Regions from separate parts of the Hordeum vulgare genome. Here region 2 is linked to region 1. The links are chromatin contacts, called in public Hi-C maps. All regions are on one chromosome and are shown on one strand. Each heading gives the region's core, a stretch centred on a gene start, on an enhancer-like site or on the middle of the called end of the contact. The rest is flanking DNA. Distances are from core to core; before and after follow the strand shown.

What was found. Hi-C and Micro-C count contacts between places; a contact is called where the count stands out from the background.
Region 2: a Hi-C map of leaf shows a contact between it and region 1, with 10 times the contacts expected there. The contact joins the promoter of LOC123409033 here to the promoter of LOC123411575 in region 1. A contact is called at or near these places in 5 of 6 Hi-C or Micro-C datasets (leaf and seedling) and 1 of 1 datasets of contacts at active chromatin or transcription factors (embryo).

What each region holds. Positions count from the first base shown.
Region 1 is chr7H:431,308,981-431,312,276 of MorexV3_pseudomolecules_assembly, reverse strand. It overlaps LOC123411575, which reads left to right and starts at 1,761. Exons shown (of 3, transcript XM_045104544.1): 1 at 1,761-2,083. The coding sequence starts at 1,841.
Region 2 is chr7H:431,583,617-431,586,912 of MorexV3_pseudomolecules_assembly, reverse strand. LOC123409033 reads right to left here and starts at 1,581. Exons shown (of 11, transcript XM_045102030.1): 1 at 481-1,581; 2 at 1-131. The coding sequence starts at 1,029.

The DNA.
Region 1 (3,296 bases), core at 512-3,011:
ACATTGACAAATGTTTTATATGCTTGACAAATTTCATCACAAAATCACATTTATGAAAGTCATGTGGAAAAAAAATCAGTACTCCAAAATGCTCTTAGAAATATTATCATTGGAGCATCTTTTGTTTATTTTTTGCCACAACTTCCACAATGTCCTTTCCTTCTAATTTTTTGAATTTACAGTTTATCAGGTACTTGAGCATTTAAACTTGAGAGCAGCTCCACATCCTAATCATCTAACTCTATCCAGCTAACCTAACCGCAAACATAACACAACCTTGCATCACCCTCAAAGAAGAATCCTCAAGGTACTTATGCAGTTGGCAATCTTTATTTGTCTAGTAAAACTGTTCAATAAGCAAGACATCTTTAAGTCGTCCATAACCATGCAAGGGTGCACGGAGTTACCCATACACGTTCAACCATCTCTTAGTGTCGGCCATTAGCACACTTAATGGTGTATGCAAAACAAGTCCAAAAAATTAGTGTGAACTCAGACACGATTTATGTGTGTGCGTGTTGATATTAATTATGTGCATTATATTTATGCAGATACCATATATGGACTCATGGGTTTGTATTCCCTTTATGCTCCATTTTAAATCAAATGAAATACATGTTTAAAAGAAACTCCAGTTCTTTTAGGGGTATAAAAAAACTCCAGTTCAAACGAAATCATTTATTGAGGAGCATTCCTTTCAAACTTTTAAAGATGACTCTCATCTTTTCAAGTTGCGACAAGTGTCGTATTGTATGTGTGCAGCTTTTCGCAATGCGAGAGTTTTTTCTTTTTGTAGATCCATATTTTCAATATGTTTTATTTCTTAAACCGTGCGTTCAAGTTTTGAACCGTTTTCATTATTGGGTTTCTCGTGTCGAGATCTTTAAAACTAGATCCCATGTTGATAGATTTATCAAAACTTTTTTTATAAGAAAAAAACGGATGAAAAAACCGTGCTTCTCACAATAAAGAACAAAAAACTAGTTTTTCATTTATGAGAGGCACGACCATGCCTCTTGCAAAAGTAAAATCATGCCTCCCACGGAAGCAAAATCGTGCCTCGCGAAAAAATAAAAAACGTTTTTTTTTTCGTTTCTGAGAGACATGACCATGCCTCTTGCGAAAGCAAAACCATGTCTCTCACAGAAAAAAAAATGCGTTGTGTTTGTTTGTTTTCGAAAGACACGACAATGTCTCTTGCGAAAGCAAAACCGCGCCTCTTGCAAAAACAAAATCGTGTTTTTATGAAAAAATAAAAAAATACATCTTTTTTCTGAAAGGCACGACCATACCTCTCGCGAAAACAAAACCGTGCTTCTTAGAAAAACAAAAAAACATATTTTTAATGCAATTTATTTTTTTGTCAAAAAGCTAAAAAAGATCGGTGAGAAATCGAAACACCAAAAAACCCCAGAAAAATTATAATCTAAAAAACCAAAAATAGGTGAAAAAATAAAAAAAAATCCAAAAAAACATTCAGAACGCTACCCGTAGCGACCGCTGAGAGTGTGCCAATTGGTCACGGGAGTTGGGAGGCTTTCAAGAAATGCTGCTGGCGAGTTCGAATCGTATAGGTCCGCGAGCTGATTAATGACGGCCCACAGGCCCAATGAACATTCGAAACGAAAGGACCTATACGACGTCACACACAGACATTCGGCCGACCAAATTGTGGCACGTGATTCAGCCCATGAAAGTCCACAGCCTCCCTAACCCGACCCACCAGAGCCCAACGGAAAGCTTTCCTACCTCATCCTCTCGTCATCGTCATCCCCTTCCTTCCTCCTCGGCAAACCAAACCCGAAGCGAACGACAACACGCGACAAGAAAGGAGAGGACGATGGTGAGGAAGAGGAAGGAGCTGCTGTCGTCGGCGCCATGGCGGACGGGGGAACCGGAGGAGGACGACGAGGCGTCCAGGATGAGCCGCGAGGGGAAGGTCACCGTCACCAGCAACCCAGGGGAGACCCCCACCATGAACATGCCACGCAGCAAGCGCCCGGACCTCGACCTCGCCGTCGACGACTTCGAGGAGGACGAGATCGACCCCGAGCTGCGCTACTCCTTCCAGCGCAACAGTAGGGTATGCCCCGCCCACGCCACGCGCCAATCCCTCCCCTCCCCCTTCCCCTATGTCTCTTCCTTGTTTGTTGCTGTTGGGCGATTCGCTCTAGGTGTTCGACGAATTGTGAACCCGCGGAGGCTGCAGTTGCAATGAAGGATTTTCCTCGGGATTAATTAGCAAGCTTAGGGTTCAATCACATGGTAGTAAAACTAAAACAATAGATTTAGTTTTTAAGGTAGAGGCACTGCAAAACTGCCTGAACATTGTTGGCCAAAATTCACAAGATTATACTTTACCTTTTACCTTCTTATTAACCCTAACCACAATAATTAAGACAAGGTATGAATAGCAACACAGATTTGTGAATTGCATTAGATGAAATAAACAGCCCCACAATTGCTAACTCTTGGTTTCTCTCATATCATGATTTCCATCTTAATCCAGATGACCGTATTATTTTACTCAAAGACATCCACAAAAAGTACTTTTAGTTCAAGCATAAATAATTTACCACTGACAAGCACAGTTGTGTAAATGGAAGCCTTGTCCGAGTATCTTCTACCCTGCATGGCTTTTATCACAGTTTTTCTTGAATCTGTGCTAACTTGGTCATCATAGTACTCCTACCCATAGAAACAGGGATCAGGGGTCGACGCCACGTCCCTTGACCTGTGATTGATCACCCCAATCAAGGGTTAGTGTCAAGTAAGTAGGGGTCACTGTGGGCTGACATACTTAACACGGCTCAAAACCATTGCTCTCGATCCCAAATGAGAACTCGCACTATGCAGTCATCGTTGTGTGTCACTTGGCGCTCCTCATCCTACTGCTACCGTCGCGGCGCCACGATCATGCTTGGATGTTGCCCGGCCCTTTTCTGCGCTGAGCGTACCTGTGGTTGCCTTTGATTCTTTGTCAGACAACCACAGCGGTGCTTCAATCTATCGCTGGTGGATCGAGGGGTTATAATCAGCGCATGGTGTTCAGGCTTGGGGGTTTAGGGTAAAGATGCTAGGGCTGGAGTACGTGAAATTAAGAGAGATGTGTGTGTTGTGCTAAGCCAAGCCCAGCAAGTCACAAGCCAACATTTTACTTTTTAGACATTTGATCTTCTATGCTTGTTTGCTATATCAAGACTTTTAACATCAAAAAATTGGCATGCGTGAAAAAAATGGTACTAGTAATCCCAGTGGAAAAAGCTACTCCCTCCTTCTCATAATATAAGATATTA
Region 2 (3,296 bases), core at 332-2,831, 270 kb before region 1:
TGAATTTCCCTCGCCATAAATCGAACACTCTCAGGATCCATATTGGCAAATCGAACTTTCTTAAGTGCCACAATTTTTCCATTCTCAAGATCACGTGCTTTGTACACGCTGCTGTAGGTACCTTGCCCTATCTGAAATATTTAAAAGGCAAGGGTGAGAAAAAGTGTAGGAGCACAGAATCAGCAGTTCGATGGTAGTTTCAATTCTAATCAATCAGATTGCTTTACAGGAGTAGTAGCGCACGGGTTGGGCTTTATTTCCCTAACTGCACCATGACATCAATAATGATATTCCAAAACTTATGGGATCTAGATGTATCTACTTCTGCATCTGACAGAATGTCCTATGCCATTGGAAAATGGTCAAGCACTTTGAACATTCACACTAAATCACACCTAAACACAATTTAGATCATCCTAGATGCTAATGAAGGACTTGAGCAAAGAGAAACAAGATGATAAATTAGTGGTAAGGATGAACCTTGTCCAACTTCTCGAAGGACTCTGCCTTGCGAGGCTGCCACCCACGGACCGCCTCTGTTGCCACCTCCGTGAGCCACCTCGGCCAGCCAGCCGCCACGTGCTCCGCCACCACTCCATTCGGCACATCTATGATCCTTGGCTTCGCCTCAGCTCTGATGCCACCACTCCTTGGTTCTTGCTCTGCCACACCATTCGGAGCACGCCTGCGATTCACAGGGGCAGCAACTGCCCTCTCCACATCGATGACACTAGCGGCGGTTGCGGCCACTTCCTCAGGCAGCGGCACCACTGCATCGACCACCGGCGCAGGGGGCTTCCGAATCAGCCTGGCCGTGCTGGCATCTTTGGCAACACGGTGCCCGACGCTGGAAGACGTGGCTGCCACAACCCCACCTTCTTCTTCATCCTCCTCCAAGTCCTCGTGCCTCTTGCTGGAGTTGTAACTAACCAGACGCCTCAGCGAGTTGCTGGACGGGCGGCGGCGGGGCTTCCCCTCGCCGCCACACTCGTCGCCGCCATGGAATTGCTTCGAACTGACGCATCCCATGGGACAAGGATCCCGGCAGGTAACCCTACTCCAAGAGAATCAAAACGACGACTTGCCGAGACTTTCTCCCGCATCAGGCCCTCATTGCTCCCCGAATTGGAGAGCCAATCCGCACCCCCTCCGCAGATCCAAATCAGAAGGCAGACACTCGGGAGCCGGAGGAAGTCCCCCCTCCGCTCCAGCAACTTCCGAATCAGGGAGCGCGCGGGCAGAAACCGGCGGCGACGACAAGTGGAACTGGGACTCCACAACTGCAACGGAAATCGGGATCTTCTTGGAGCACTTGAGTGGAAGCGGCGCGAGTTGGGCAGGGATGAACTGGGGCGGGGAATCCGGGGTGGGCTGGGATCAAAATCGAACCTTGCCGCCGGAAAACCGCGACGCGTCGCCCCGCAGATCTCCCTCCCCCTCTCTCTCCCTCTCTCTCCTTCCTGGCTGCTGGCCTTTTTCTTGGGTCCTTTTGTTTGGTCTCTTGCAAGTACCCGGTCTTCTGTTTCCCTTCCCTTCTCTTCTCTTTTTTGGTTGGTGAAAAAAAAAAGGCGGAGGAGAGAGAAAGAATCAGAGAAAAGGGTGAGAGAGAGAGAGAGAGTAATTGTCAGCGAGAGAGAGGGAGACGTTAGTTCCTGATTTTTCTTTTATACTGATGAAATGAAAAGAAATTGGGGATCAAGGGCAGACATCTTTTTGGGAAAACTGGGAGCTCGAATCTCTATTCAATTGCTTAGCCAGGTTAACTTTGATTCCCTCTGGTTTTGTCAAACCTAGCCGTGTCAAAAGCATCCAAGAACACTGGTAGGTAACTAGAAGAAGTCAACAGATGAATAGCACACGTACACCTATCGCGAAGAGGGTGTGGTTAGAGATATGATAGACTGGTGGTAGCTGGGAAGAAAATGAGTGACAGGCTGTATATAGCAAGAGAAAATAATGTTGGTTTAAGGATGCAATTATTTTTGTTGCAAGGTCCAATCCATGTGCTAACTTGTGATTATTAATTACTCCCTCCGTCTCAAAATAAATGTCTCAACTTTGTACTAGCTGTAGTATAAATTTGTACTAAGCTTGAGACAGTTATTTTGAAACGGAGAAAGTATATGCTTGTCTCTTCTTATTCTTTTCTTTTTTGAAATAGATACGTTTTCTCGATAAAATACGAGACAGCTAGAACTAAGTATATTGTATTTGTCGTCAGAAAAAGTATAACATATCGCATAGCACTCCTTCCACTTCACACATACCCTCTTTCTATTTCTCTTTCGTCCCTTCTCCTCCATGCCACTACCTTCCCTTTCACGTCTTTTTTTAGCACAACCCCACCATTGACAAGGCCCAAGATGAGGGTGGACGGCTGCCATGTGGCACTAGGTGTCGGAACTAAATCTGACAGATCTCTTGTAGAGGGTCCCGAGCTGGTGATCTTAGCTAGATGGTGACAATATGAACAAGGGGCACGATATTTATCCAGATTCGAGCTCCGCCGAAGAGGTAAAACCCTATGTATTGTGTGTATTGTATTGATTCAGGATGGGTATAAAGTACACTAGATCATTGAAGGCGCGCGTTGCTGCGCCCGTCTATGTTTACTACGTATTGGTAGGAATTTTCACAAATATTTAAAGAAAAAAATGAAACTTAAAGCTAAAATGGCAGGGCAGCAAATGTGAGAAAATATGATAATATTAAAGTTTTGTGTTGTTGTAGTGAGTACATGGATGATCTATGTCACATAGTTTGTCGTCAGTCATATTAGAAATGAAGATGAAAAGACATTTCTCACTCTCATCATTGGTCGCCCTAATCATTAATTTAAGAATAAAGTATTCAAGCTGGATCACTAAAAGGATCTCATGACATAACACTTACTTTTTTTATCCCAAGCATACAAAAATGACCCATGCCTCTGAAGATGCTTTACAACTAACACATTATACTTGACAAAACATATATCTGACGTTAGCGAGTTCTTTACAAAGAATGTGATTTAGAAGGTTTAATTGTCGATGCACAAGATGCTTTCAAGATTTACAATCCTATCAAAAATCTGGGGCTCTTCTTTAATTTGTTGGTTCAGGAATCATCTAATAGCACAATACATGAAACAGATTACTCCTTTAACATTTTCCGGAGCACGGGCTCTTTTATCATGAAACGAAACCATACAAAAAAGTTATATGATGAGGTTAAATCCAACCTTCAATGAAGAACCAAAGCTAACACTTATCGAATATTTTTACATCATCCGCTGACTTCTTTGATCAGCTAGCTGG